Linked DNA regions of Sus scrofa: region 2 is linked to region 1. The links are chromatin contacts, called in public HiChIP or PLAC-seq maps. All regions are on one chromosome and are shown on one strand. Each heading gives the region's core, a stretch centred on a gene start, on an enhancer-like site or on the middle of the called end of the contact. The rest is flanking DNA. Distances are from core to core; before and after follow the strand shown.

Region 1 (7,374 bases), core at 436-2,935:
GTCAAACTAGTTCTGGAAACTGAGTTTTAGAGAGTCTCAGATTCCTCTAGAAGGGACTTTAGAATCTCAATATATAGACAAGCAAGTATTAGGCACACAGACAGCTTTGTCAATTTTTGTATCTATGGCAGACATTACTAATTGATTAGTACACTAGGATTCTTCAATAAAGAGCTCTGGGCAGTCTCTACTAATCGCCTGGAGAGGGAATTTTTTGCTATTCCTGATCTAGCTGTGCCTTGTTTTACAGATGAAACAACTGAGGTTCACAGAAGAGAAGTGACCAGTCAGGTCAGGGCAGAGCCCTGCCCAGACCCCCAAATTCCAGACCCTCACGCTTCCCACCGGTCAGGTACCTTCTTCATTAGGTCTCTGTCTATCCCAACCTCGCCAAATTAGCATTCCTTCCTAACACAATTGCTTAAACTCTCTCTCTCTAATCAGAATATTGACTGAAAATATCAAGAGGCAGAAACTAGGTTCTGGTCCTGACTCCACTTACTAGCAGTGTGACCTTGGGTAAGTCACTGAAGCTCTGAGTCTCTAGCTGCCTTATCAGTAAAAGGAAATAATCCACCTGCCAAGCAGGATCCAGTGAAAACACACGAGAAAGTGCTTTGCAAACCAGACAGTGTGCCTCAGATATTAGTCCTGGTGATGTGGGCAGGGCTGCTGCCCTCTGTCCCTGCCCACCCCACCCCGAGTCTCCTGAGCCTACCCTTAGATACCCCAGCAGCAGGGCTTACTTTTGGGGCTGGGGAGGCCATCCACTCTAATGCACTTCCCCTTGGGAGTCCGGAATTCAGGGACCGCAGGCCTCCCGATCCCCTCCAGGTCCAGCTTCCTTTTGGCCTTGGGGAGAGAGAGGCAGAGTTTGAGAATCATTCCTTCTTTAGCCTTTCCTCCACCTGGAGCCACCAGCAGCCACCTCCTGCATCAGTTTCCCACCAGTCCTGGGTGAAAAATCACTGTACCTGGTAAGGAAATATCAGTGACCTGAAAAGTGAGATTTCAGGGGAAGGAAGTCCTAGTTCTGAGGGGCCCACAACACTCCCATCTTCTGAGGCCCAGGCACTTGAGACGACCAAAGCCAGAGGGGGTTTTAACTTGGGGTTCCTTAATAACAGGCCGCAAAGTCACTTCTACATCCGCCTCTCCCCCCCACCTCCCAGGAGGATATGGGGAGGAAGGAGTGGGTGGGGCCTAAACCACATCAGGCTGGGGAGCACCCCCCTCCCCTGCCGCCTCCCCCCTCTCCCCTTGCAGAAGCAGCTGGCCCAGCCAGACCAAGTGCCCATCACAGCCCCACAGCTGGTCCTTATCAGGGTGGGGCTGGGCATCCGCCCAGGCCCAGGGGACTTCCTGGCTCAGTGCCACACCCCAGGGTGGTGCCCACATTGGGAAGCAGTGCAAACATACCCCACCCCCATGTTTGGGCTCCAGCTCAAGGGCCCCAAGGCCTCCTGAATAGACTCTTATTTGCCATTCTTTCTTTGCTGAGAGGGGCAGACAATGAATCCTTCCCCTGTGTCTTAAGGACAAGCAGCTGAGGTCCCCCTTCTCACCCCCCCCCTGTTCCCGCCAAGCTTGGGAAACACCTGCTGGGGAAATCAAACCACAGACCCATCTGCTCCTCTCCACCCCACTGCCACCCGGCCTCAATTACGCCCAGAAGCTGTGCTGGCCCGGAAGGGGCCTCTCTCCTTGTTAGGGCTGGGCTGAGGCAGGGCTGGGGCACTGGGGCGCAGGTCAAAGACCCGGGCTTGAATCTCCCCACTCCTGCACAGACTTGCTCTGTGATCTGGGGAAATGCTCCACATCTAGGAGCCTGTTTCCTCCTCTGTAAATTGGGGTAGAAGATGCCTATAGCAAGGGGCTGTTGCGAGGATTCAAGGAGATAAGTTTTGTAAAGTGCTCAGTAGACAGGAGTTGCTCAGGAAATGCAGAGTCCCTTCCCTAAAATCCAATCTCAGCCTCCTCCTTGACAGACTCTTCTGGGGGTCATGGAGCCCATTTCCTTCCTCTCCCCTTCCCCCAGTCACCCCAACCTGGTTGAGACAGAGAGGCCTATTTTAACCTTTGGTGGTGAGGTTATGCTCGGCAGGGCTGACACTTCTAACCGCTGCTGAGCACAGCTGGGCTCACAGGTGTGGGGGGTGGTGATGGTTCTTCCTGCTGTCAGCTCCCTCCCCCTCTACTCATGCCTCCTCCAGGAAGTCTTCTTGGACTTCCTGCTCCTTGATGTGAGGAGCCTGGATAGGACGCTCCTCTCCTCCATCCCTACCCAGGCCTGGATGGATCCCAACACCACACTTCCCTGCTCATTCCTCTTGAAGTCTCTATGGAATATTCCTTTTCTAACCTCCCAACTGGTAAAATGCTAGATTCTAGGGAAAGGGACCTGCTCTAGTCCCAATCTATAAAGTCCCAATCATTCACTGAGACCTTCCGCCTGCCTTTAACTAAGTCCCAATATTCATCACCTCATTGAGTCTTCCCAACACCCATTTCACAGGTGAAGCAGCTGAGACCTGGTAAGCTCCAAGGCCTTTATCAGTCCTGATCAAGGTTGTCCATCCCAGAATCCTTCATCCATCCCTCAGAAGGTACAGCAAGGACAAGGAGAGGAAGGCTGAGTTCTACATGAGGCAAAGGTGGCAGCCCAGAGTCTCCCCAGTGCCACCCACCTCCCTCACCCCACAGAAGCCAGCCCCTGCTGAGTTCACAGAACACACCAGAAGAACCTCACTACCTACAGGGCGGGGAGGAGGAGAGGACCTTGGACAGGATACCTGTACTGGGCCTATCACACGCTCACCCATCCTAACTCAGTATGGTAATCTCACTTGGCAGTTGAGAAATGGAGGCTCAGAGAGGTTAAGCCACGCACCCAAGGCCACCCAGACAAAGAGCAGAGCCAGAGTTTGAACCCAGGTCTGTCTGACTCCAAAGCCATGTATCAGGCTGCTCAGCTCCATCCCACATACACTGGCCCAGAATTTGCTGACATTTGAAACAAGGCCTGGTTATGTCCACCTGCCTCCATCACTTTATACACACACACACACACACACACACACACACACACCACACACACGCACGCACCAGCCCCCTCCCTTTTCTTCTTCTCCTTCACCCTTATCCTGCGCTCTCAGGGTCCCTGAGCAGCAAAATGTCCCCCACCCGAGAATGTCTCTCTGCCCCTTTTGAACACTGCCCAGAGAAAAGTCGGCTCATCAGGGATGGGCCTGAGTCTGCAGAACAGAAGTGACGGAGGCCAAGCCCAGGAGAATGAGGACCAAGGAGAAGCTGAACCCAGAGCTTGGAGTCAAAGCCATCTGGGTTCCTGACTAGGCTGGGTAAGCTGGACAAGTCTGCTGACCTCTTGAGCTTTGCTTGTAAAACGGGGACGCTCTACCTTCTCCTGGCGAGGATCCACTGAGAACACAGCTCAAAGCTCTTGCTCATGCGGGGAGCCGCAATCGCTAAAGTCCACAAAGGGAAAGCTTGGAGGTGAACTGAAAAGCAACAGGGATGTGCCAAGAGCAAAGGCCAGCTGGCTCTAACCTGACCTCTAACCTCTTAGGCAGCCCCTTTGGCTGTTTCTTAAAGGCCTGGTTAGGATTCGAAAGTACTCTGCCAACCCCAAGGGAGAAGAGCGGGCAGCCCTCAAAGTGAGAGGGCCAGAGCCCCAGATGCTGCCCCTGGATGGGCAGCAAGGTGAGGAGACTGGGACTCGAAGGAGGGGAAGTGACTTGCGCAAGGTCACACAGGGAGTGGAGCAGGTGTTGCCTAAGCCCCAAGTCCCAAGCTAGACAGTGGGAGCAGGAGCCAGTGTAAGTTGCTGAGAGCCTGGTTTCCAGATCCCGGCTCTGCCTGGTAGCCTGAGAGGGGCTTGCTGCCTCCCTCCTTAGGCCTTCATTTCCTCATCTGACCCGCATTGTAGGCTTTTCATTAAAATGTTCATTTTCTTTCCTGGCTCTCAGAGGAAATTTGGAAAATACAGACAAATTATGCAGAATTCTACCCTCGTCACAGGTTCCTGCAGGAAAGGCATAGAGTGAGGCCACGTGCCTGGCGCAGTAGGAACTTAACCAAGGAACATCCCACACTTTCTCCAGAGGTGGCGGAGAGAGCTCTGGAGACCTGGGTTCCCGCCTTCATTCTGCCATTGAACTTGGCTGCCATCCCTGGGCAGTGCCTAAGGTCCCTTTAAACAGCAGCTCCCCAACAAATCCTGCTCACCCTGCACTTTGCAGCCTGGCCACAAAGCAAGGGGCCACACCCAGGGTTGGGTCTGGAGCTATTCCAGGTCACACCCTGTTAAAATGAGTAAGCAGGGGGCCAAGGCCTGCCCAGGGGACTCAGGGGCACAGGGCAGCTGGGGACCAACAGGAGAGGGGGGTTCTAGGCCCCAAATGCCTTGAGGGTGGTCTGATGCAAAGAGATGCTACCATGTCTTGGTTGGAGCTTGGACAAGTGACTTCACGTCTATGCTCAGTTTCCTCATCTGTAAGATGCCTCTTGCCAGGCATCTTGGCCAAGATAACGAAAGCGAAGAGTGCCAAGCAGTGCCTGGCACATCAGAGGCATTCAATAAAAGAGAGTCATTCTTGCTGTGATCACTGAGCCTCTCAGGGAGGGAGGGACGGACAGATGCACTCGACTCCTCTGGGAGGGAAGCAGTTCAAAACCACAGCTGTTACTGAAACTCTGCCGGGTTGCCTGAAAGCAGCTGGCCAGAGGAGAGACTGGGCCCACCGCTGAGCCCCCTCCGTGGGGACACCCAGCTCCTACATCAGGCAGTACTGGGGAAAGTCAAGGCTGCGGGAAGAAACTAATGATCACTTGCCTTGTGGGTCATACATCTCTCTGTGTGACCTTGGACAGGTCCCATCCCCTCTGCAAGACTATTTCCCTCCCTGCACACTGATACCACCTACTTTATAGGTTTCAAAACTGTTTTAGGCTGTAAAATGCTGAATAAAATATAGGTGCAGAGTCCTTGTTACCCTTGGCTGTTTGACCTGTGAAATAGGAAAAGTCCTCCTGCTCCTTTCTCCTGGTTGGAAATAATGTTCAGGAAGGAGCCCTGAAAAGTTTTAAGCCTTGAGCATGGGCAAAGCAGGATTCAAGCAGCAGGGAGTGGGGGACTCTGCCCGTAGCCAGAGGTGGCTGGAGACCTATGCCTGCTGACTGACACAGGTCTGACCAGATGCCTCTAGGGCAGAGGGGTGGTCTTATCCCTGTACCTGAATTACTTCACCACTCACACAAAGCAAACCCACAAGAGCCCCATCTCCCCTCCTTGGAGCCTGCTTCCAAAACCCAGGACCTGGAGCTGGAAGAGACTCGAGGTGAGTTAGTCCCACAGCTACCCATGCAGACACACATTTTCAAGACAAGGAAATTGGGACTCAGATTGGGGCCAAGACTTGTCCAAGGACACACAGCGAATAAATGGCAATCAGGACGAGAAACCAGGCTCGCTAACTACCACCCCCACACCCTCAGGGCTCTTCCAACTCCATCCCCACCCTATGGTTGTTTCGATTCTCATGGGCTCCAGGAATTCCACTCCCACACAACACACCCTGTGTCTGGTGCCACCACACATTGGCCCCTCCCTGGCAACGGGCCTGGGGGCTTGAAGAAGGAACAGTCAATCTGAACAGGAACCCCAGAGGGCTGCCCCCAACTTGCACCTGCTACTGGCTGTCTGGAACAGAAGATTGAGCCTGGGGGAGGACCTAGGGCAAAAGTCAGGAAAGAGTTGGCTCAGTGCAAAATTTGGAATCTCAGCCCGACTGGACCTGAGAGACCTCCCCCTATTTTAAAGTCCCTTGTTACTGTCCCCAGGCTCAGCTCTGTGACTGGACAATAGCAGGTGCCCAGCACTGGTTTCTGGGCCAAACAATGAACACAAGAATGAATGACAGCAAATTGATCCCATGGTCTTCCCCAGGGTGCACTGAGGATAGTGTTGGGTCTCCACACTCTTGATCCAGTGCTCATTCCATTCCACTCCAAGAAATGAGGTTATTTCACCCCAAGTCTGAAAACGAAAGGCTCTTCTATTCAGATATTTAGGAAATGTGTTGTTCTGGAAGCTGAAAGCGCCCCTTCTCCCTCCCCAGATTCAACCTGCTTCACTCAGACTGGGTCCCTCCCGCCTTTCCCACACCCAGATAAGCAGAGAGGGAAGCGGTGGGTGAGGGGGGTCCCCAGCATTACCGGCAGCCGGCCAGCCGGCACGCATCGCACAGCTTGGCCCTCCGGTCCGTGGGGGGTGGCGTCGAGGCAGGTGCCCGGCGCTGCGGCGGGAGGCATAGTCTGCGGGTACAGCTGGGTGTAGTAGGTGGTGGTGGCCTGGCAGAGCTGGGGGCTGCTAAGGCCGGGCGGCCACAGCTCGGTGGGGCTCATCGCGGGCAGTCCAGTGGGGGGCGGCCCCGCGGCAGGAGCCAGGACCCGGGGCCCTCGCAGCATGGCGAGTGCAGCGCCCCCTCCCCAGCCGGGCCTGGCGCGCCCGCAGGCACCTGCGGGCTTCGGAGCCTAGGGTGGCTCACACGACCCGCGGCATGGCGCGGAGGCCGGGGGAAGCCGCCAATGGACGCCGGCGGGGCAAGGCCAGACCCTCCCCTCCTGGCCCGCCGCCGAGCCGGACAGCGCTTGGAGATCGCCGCTTGGAGATCGCTTGGTGGCGGCGGCGGCGGCGGCACAGCCAGGGGCTGTCCCGCCCCGAGGACGGCTGCGACCAGCGAGGGCCCTGAGCCCCCGAAGGCTTAGGCGCCTGGGATCCAGCCGGCTCCGGGAAGGGGTCTCTGGGGTACCCGCGGGCTCGGCAGAAACGCGATGCGCTGGGATCGGGGAGACAGACCGATTGCACCGACTCCCTCTCGCCTCGCTCTCGAGTCCCTGAACCTTTCTCTGCTTCTTTTTTTTCTTCTTCTTTTTTTTTTTAGCGCGAAACTGCGTGCCGCGAAATTCGGATCTCCCGCGGAAAATGCCGCGCTCTGATTGGTCGCTGACACAGGCAAAGGCTCCACCCCCCGGAAAGGACCCGACCCCTAGGCGGTGATTACAACAAGAGCCTGGGGCTTAAAGGGGCCGCTACACCTGCTGTTGCTCGGCGCCCGCCAGCGCTGGCTGAGGGAGAAACAGACTGAGAGGATGGTTCCCGCCCAGGGTAGAGGCAGCCGCAAGCTGAGGACTGGGTCCGAATTCCCTGGAGGTGAGGGAAAACACTTTGGCGTGGAGTCCTGACCAGAGCCCAGACCCAGCAAGCAGTACACTGCCCAGGACGCAGGCCTTTTGTTTGCGTATAGTTCAGATAACATATGTGTGTTTATATCCTTTTCCCCCCGCTAAAATGAA
Region 2 (6,789 bases), core at 2,484-4,983, 180 kb after region 1:
TTGCTCTGCCTAGCCCACTGTGTTCAGTAGTTATTGAAGTAGAATGACCAGAAAAACATACTTGCCACTCCACCTAATAGCAATATGGCATACTAATTATAGCTTGGGCTACACCTGGAAAAAGAACAGATCTTGTTATCAGATATTTAAATATAAAGATAGTCACAGTTATCTCTTTTGAACTACTTGTACTTTTCAGCACTCCTCGAATGGTAAGTGTGTTTATATATGCATAAGCATTTCCTAGAGAATGGCGCAGCAGTCTTGACTTTGAGTAGAAGTGGAGTAAGTAGAAATTGGTTGGGGAAAATTAGGTATAGAATCAAGGGTAGCTGTTTAAAGAATGGTCACTTGATGAAATGATTAAGCAGCAGCATTTATTGCGCTTGTATAGCATTCCAGGCCTTATTGATAAAGACTGCTTGTAGTTTTTGCCTCTGAATCCTAACAGCTTGTGAAGTAGACAGGAGTCAGTTCCTGTTTTGCAGATGAAGAAACTGAGGTTCAGAGAGGTCAGTGACTTGCACAAGATCATCTGGCAAGGACTCGGCAGAGCCATACTGAAGCCTGTCTCTGACTCTGGAACTCTCTCTTAACAGCTCTGCTATCCTGATTTCGACCTAGTTTAAAAGAAAGGAAGTGTGGCCAAACCCAGATCACTTCTTTTATCTACCCAGACATTTTGTAGTCACCATTAGCAATGGCAAAGCTCTGATTCTAGCAGCTTGAAATTCTTGGCTTCCCACTTATATCAAAAGCAAAACACAACAAGTGAAAAAACCCAATTCTATTCAACATTATGACTTTTCCAGAAAACACGATCACCTGTTCCTATAGAGACCTCTTCTCCTTTTCACTTTTCTGTATGCTGGGTCCATGAGTAATTTCCTTAAATTGGCACCTTTCTCAGAAATTCTCTCTCAGAACTGGGGCAGAATGATAGTTGCTAATGACTTTTGTTAGAGCTGATAGGTTTGATTCTCTTCTCTAAGTCTTATTTCCTCTTGGTGCAGCCTAGTGGTTGAGAAAGCACGGAATCTAAAGCCACAGGCTTGAGAGAACCCTGCCCTACTTGCAACCTGGAGCAAGTAACTTAACTTTTTTGAACCTGTTTTCACACTTGTAAAATGTGGGTAATAACCATGCTTAATACTGTATAACAGAACAGAGTACTCACTTAACCGTTAGATATTACTCTTATTTGTTCCAGCGAATAATTATGATTTTATAGAAATTAACATTTATTTTATTCTCTTTGCAGCTATTGAAATATTTGAAGAAACTCTCTGCCTTGCCTATTACAGTAGACATTCTTGCGGTAAGAACTGTGTAATTTTAGCTATCATGTAAATATCCCAGACCCTTCCCAATGGGAAATATTGTACAGTAACCTTAAGAGCAGGGGCTTTAGAAGTGAAAGGAACCAGAAGAAGCCATGTATTGTATGGTTTTATTTATATGAAATGTCCAGAATAGGCAAACCCATAGATAGAAAGTAGATTAGTGATTGCTAGGAGTGGTGGGGAATTGGGAAGAACAGGGTTTTCTTTTTAGAGTGATGAAAATATTCTAGAATTAGTGGTGGTGGTTTGTGTGGTATTGTGAGTATTCTGGAAACCACTGAACTGTACACTTTAAAATGATTACAATAATGAATTTTAAAAAAACCAATTTTATCTCAAATTTTTTTCCTAAAAGTTAAAAGAATATTGGCTTTGGCCTCTAGTTTTAAATTCAAATCCAAGTTCTTAACTAACTTTAGGCTCTTCCGTCATGAAATGGGCAGGTTCCTGCCTCTCAGAGTTGTTCTTAAGTATTAATTCAGACACTGTATGTAGTGCTCTTAGCTCCGTGCCTGACACCTGCCATGATCACTCTTGTTATTATTGTGAAAGTTCTAGAAGTGTTTTCATTTAGTATTTACCTCTTTTGAATCTGGTATGCTTTGCTACTGTGTCATCAGAGCTTGGGGGCATAGATACAAAGTAATCTTGTACTAAGACTTGGAAGGTATGTTTTTGGAAGGAAGTATTGGTTTGTTGAAAAGTAAAAGGCCTTCTTTCCTTAGAAACTTGTGAGCCTAGTTCCACAACCTTGTAACAATTCCTTTGTCAACTTTGTAGGAGACTGGAGTTGGGAAGACGGTCAATAGCTTGCGAAAACATGAGCACGTTGGAAGTTTTGCCAGGGACCTAGTGGCCCAGTGGAAAAAGCTGGTTCCTGTGGAACGGTAGGAAAAGTTTTTCTTTGTTTTTCCTTCTCTGCTTTCTTATTTAAAATATTTATTCTACCTCACTTATAAAAAAATAATTCATGATCATTATAGAATATTAGAAAACATTAAAAAAATACTAATAAGAATAAAAATTTCTAATAATTCTACCATCCAAAGAGAAGCATTATTGACGTTTTGGAATGTTTCTTTTTGACCTGTTCTTAAAAGGCATTTTCAGGAGTTCCTGTCATAGCTCAATGGTCACGAACCCAACTAGTTTCCTGAGGACGTGGTTTGATCCCTGGTCTTGCTCAGTGGGTTAGGGATCTGGCATTGCCGTGAGCTGTGGTGTAGGTTGCAGATGCAACTCAGAATCCACGTAGCTGTGGTGTAGGCTGGCAGCTACAGCTCTGATTTGACTTCTAGCCTGGGCACCTCCGTATGCTGAGGGTTTGGCCCTAACAAGGCAAATAAGTAAATAAAGGCATTTATACATAGTTGTGAATAAATCTAATATAAATTACAGCCCCCCTTTTATGTAACAGGTATTTCCCTGTGTTGAAAAGGTTTTTAAGCATTTTCACATCCACAAGTTATTTGATCTTTGTATCCTGTAGCTAAACTCGTCTTTTTCCATTTACTGAATATTTGTGTTTTCCCTATTTTAAAACTTAGCTGAGTGTCTTTGAGCCGAAATCATTTACCTTCTTCCCAAGACCTTGTTTCTCACTCTGTACACTCATCTCTTTCGTGGATTCAGTTTCTGTGACTGTGCTAAGCAAGGATTACCCTTGAGATTTATATCTGCTGTATCTGCTTTTTCGTTTATTCTAGAAACCCCGAGCCTGATGAACAGGACTTGGAGAAGAGCAATTCTCGAAAGCGTCCTAGGGATGCCCTTAAGGAGGAGGAGGAGGTGGAGGGGGAGGGGGACTACCCAGAAAGCTGGAAAGCCTCTGGGAGCCGATCGTATAGTCCTGATAATAGACAGAAGAAACACAGAAAACTCTCAGAGCTCGAGCGGCCTCAGAAAGTATCTCACAGTCAGGAGAGGAGAGACGAGAGAAAGAGGTACCACAGAGCCTCTCCAGTTTACTCTTCAGACCACGAGTCTTCCGACTACGGCCATGTTCAGTCCCCTCCATCATCCACCAGCCCTCATCAGATGTCTGGGGACCATTACAGATCCCTGGAGGAGGACCACGAGCCCTTTGTTCCACACCAGAAGCCTGGCAAAGGCCACGGTAATGCCTTTCAGGACAGACTGGGGGTCAGCCAAGAACGCCACCTGGGTGAAGCCCAGGGAAGAGAAGTCATGAGTCAGAGCAAGGAGCACAGATCTTCCCATAAAGAAAAACGTCCCGTGGAGGCCAAAGGAGACGAGAAGTCTTCTTTGAGCAGAGAAAAATCACACAAGGCCCTCTCCAAAGAGGAAAACCGGAGGCTGCCCTCTGGGGACAGTGCAAAGGAGAAACCGCCCTCTAGTGGCGTCAGGAAAGAGAAGGAGAAAGAGGGCGGTACCAAGAAAAAGGTTTCACCCGCCTTGGACGTGGCTTCAGACAACCACCTTAAAAAGCCAAAACATAGAGACCCAGAGAAAACCAAATCAGACAAAAACAAGCAAAGTCTAGAAGGCTTAGACACTGGCAAGGGGGCAGGAGACCTGCTGCCCAAGGTGAAAGAGAAGGTTTCTAACAACCTAAAGACTCAAGAAGGGAAAGCAAAACCTTCTCATTCAGATAGAAAGTCCGTGGGCTCCTTACCCAAAGCCGAAGAGGCAGATGTAGATGATGAATTCGAGCAGCCCACCATGTCTTTTGAGTCATACCTCAGCTATGACCAGCCCCGGAAGAAGAAGAAAAAGATTGTGAAGACGTCAACCACAGCTCTTGGAGAAAAAGGACTTAAAAAAAATGATTCCAAAAGCACTAGTAAAAACTCGGACTCAGTTCAGAAATTACCTAAGGTGAATGAAAACAAGTTGGAGAAGCTTCTGCCAGCCGGAGCCGATTCAGCCAAACCGAAAAAGGTAACCCCTGTAGCCCCTTCCCTGTCAGAGCACCTGGGCCTGTGGAGCTCCCAGGACCCGCCCCATCGCCATTTTGCTTGGCTGGCGTCTCCATGGTGGCCTGTTGAATTTCAGTTCGAAGTAATTTCCTCCAGCCTCTCTAGTGCCAGGGTCTGTAGGACCCAAGCACAGTATTTTCTGAAGTGTCTCATTGTGCTGGGCCCATCGCATGTATCTCCTGACTCAAGTGGTTGTCAGGCCTGGCTGCCGCCCTTCTCCAGGCTGGGTCTGCCTGGGCAGTTATCTGCCCTGTGAGCATTGCTGGGCATTGACTGTAGGAAAGAGCTGTGCTTGGGAAGGGGCCCTCCAGTCACTTGTCTTTTCTCTGCAGGTCCCCAGTGAGGTGTTGCCAGTGTTACCAGACCTTCCATTACCTGTGATACAGGCCAATTACCGTCCGCTTCCTCCCCTTGACTTGATATCTTCCTTTCAACCAAAGCGAAGAGGTAATTTTCTGTATCTTCTTCTTGTTTTTTTTTTTTTGGTTTTGATGGAAGTAGGATCTTAAAAATTCATTCATGATCTGTCATCAGATTTTGGTACATTTCCTAAGAACACAGGTTCTGGAGTTCTTGGGTTTGAATTCCCAGCTCTGAATTCTACTAGAAGTTATGTGAAATGGGGTCATAACAACTTCCTTGGACTTCAGTTTCCTAGTCTGTAAATGGGATTAATGTATCTGCCTATTAGGTGGATTGAAAGTGATAATACCAGTAACGCTCTGAGCTCTGGGTTTTTCCACAGAGTAAGTGTTCACTGATCTTAACTGTTCCTTTTACTAAGATCCCTTTATTCTGTACATTCTCCAGGGGCTTAAAAAGAAGTCTAGGGAGTTCCCTTGCAGTGCAGCAGGTTAAAGATCCAGCATTATCACTGTAGCAGCTGGGGTCCCTGCTGTGGGCAAGGGTTCGATCCCTGGCCAGGAAGCTTCCATATGCCATGGGTGTGGCCCAAAAAAAAAGTGGAAAGTCTATATACTGATGTGGAGTCATTTCTAAAATGTAAATGACAAAATGATGATAGTATATTAATTGGTTAAAAAGGAGTAAAATATTAGCTTATTTTTGTATAGACTCCCTGGAAGGATACACAAGAAGCTGATAGCATTGGTTGCCTTTGAGAAAGGAAACTGGGAGGCTGAGGAATGGGATGGGAAGGAGAGTTTTCACTAGATAACTCAGTGCCTTTTTAAACTTACATTCCTGCTTTCCTCATACCACAGCATTCTCCTCACCCCAGGAAGAGGAAGAAGCTGGATTCACGGGACGAAGAATGAATTCTAAGATGCAAGTATATTCTGGTTCCAAGTGTGCCTATCTTCCCAAGATGATGACCTTGCATGAGCAGTGCATCCGAGTACTTAAAAACAACATCGACTGTAAGTCCCATGCTTCTCCCTTGGCTCGTAAGCACGTTGTGGCACTGGAACACCGGTGACTTGGCCGCTACTCAGTGCTTTTCTCCTTTGATTCTTTGCAGCAATCTTTGAAGTGGGAGGCGTCCCGTATTCTGTTCTTGAACCTGTTCTAGAGAGGTGTACACCTGATCAGTTGTATCGCATAGAGGAATACAATCATGTGAGTATCCTGTTTGCATGGGAAGAGGGCAGTTTTCTGGCTTGTATCTCCAGAAATAGCTTTGTCTCTGAATCGGCCACAGTGATGGGCAGGTGGTGGTCAGATCACTGTTCTGAGTTTGCCTCTGGGCCTTTAAACAGCTTATTTTTAGCACCTGCTTCTGGCATGTTAAGTGAGCCTCTTGGGCTAGCATCAAGGTAGGATTAAAAGGTAGTAGGAGTGTAGCTAGGGCTCCATGGGAAGGCAGAGACCACTTCCCATACCTCCCTTGAGCTTGCCTCGTTTAGGAAGTCAAGAGAGAATTCTGGCAGCACAGCCCCTGGGATGCCAGGCAGGGACAGAGCTCTTTGTTGACCCCCAGATGTCTGGTGAATGTAAGAGCACAGATTGGCTGGGTGTCTCCTAGAGACCAGCAGATTTACCCCCCAAATCTTCCTGATGCTGAAGATGCTCATTTGATTGCATCCACTCTTTTTAATTCTGAGGGATCTATAACATATCCTTCTTAGGTGGCCCCTGGCCATTGCAGTTTAGTGTAGTGCTGGGGAAATGGCTGGATTTGACTTCATCCCAGGTCATGCCCTGCACTGATTATCTAAAGGAGAAAGACTGATCTTAAACTAATTTTTGTATTGTCTTCTTTCCTAGCCCCACAACCCCCCAAAGCAGCTAGTATAGTGCCTTACACTTAACATTTTTTTAATTCAGTGATTTGGGTTTTTTCCTAGAACTGTGGTATTTTAATATATTACTACTATTATGAGGACCAAAACATCATTAGGAACCTGTCACCCCTGGGTGATTAAGGATGGAAAAGAGATGTATAAGAGTGCTTGCATGTAAATGACATCCTGGTTTTGATTTTAGGTATTAATTGAAGAAACAGATCAATTATGGAAAGTCCATTGTCACCGAGACTTTAAGGATGA

Evidence for each region. HiChIP or PLAC-seq counts read pairs in DNA pulled down with a chosen protein or histone mark.
Region 2: an H3K27ac HiChIP or PLAC-seq map of alveolar macrophages shows a contact between it and region 1. The contact joins two enhancer-like sites. A contact is called at or near these places in 1 of 5 promoter capture datasets (liver), 1 of 47 Hi-C or Micro-C datasets (liver) and 1 of 2 datasets of contacts at active chromatin or transcription factors (alveolar macrophages).

What each region holds. Positions count from the first base shown.
Region 1 is chr6:81,391,861-81,399,234 of Sscrofa11.1, forward strand. E2F2 (transcription factor E2F2) reads right to left here and starts at 7,002. Exons shown (of 7, transcript XM_021095527.1): 1 at 6,235-7,002; 2 at 747-852. The coding sequence starts at 6,486. LOC110261115 (a long non-coding RNA gene) reads left to right here and starts at 6,963. Exons shown (of 2, transcript XR_002344941.1): 1 at 6,963-7,231. Within about 2 kb of position 1,686, at least 19 of the 83 cell types and tissues checked have an H3K27ac peak or open chromatin away from gene starts, as enhancers often do. A contact at or near this core is called in alveolar macrophages, where this site is marked.
Region 2 is chr6:81,570,193-81,576,981 of Sscrofa11.1, forward strand. ELOA (elongin-A) reads left to right here. Exons shown (of 11, transcript XM_003356197.4): 2 at 1,262-1,318; 3 at 2,124-2,230; 4 at 3,050-4,244; 5 at 4,615-4,729; 6 at 5,506-5,661; 7 at 5,763-5,860; 8 at 6,728-6,789. Among named protein-coding and RNA genes, the nearest start is that of ELOA, 8.8 kb to the left of the region's middle. Within about 2 kb of position 3,734, at least 8 of the 83 cell types and tissues checked have an H3K27ac peak or open chromatin away from gene starts, as enhancers often do. A contact at or near this core is called in alveolar macrophages, where this site is marked.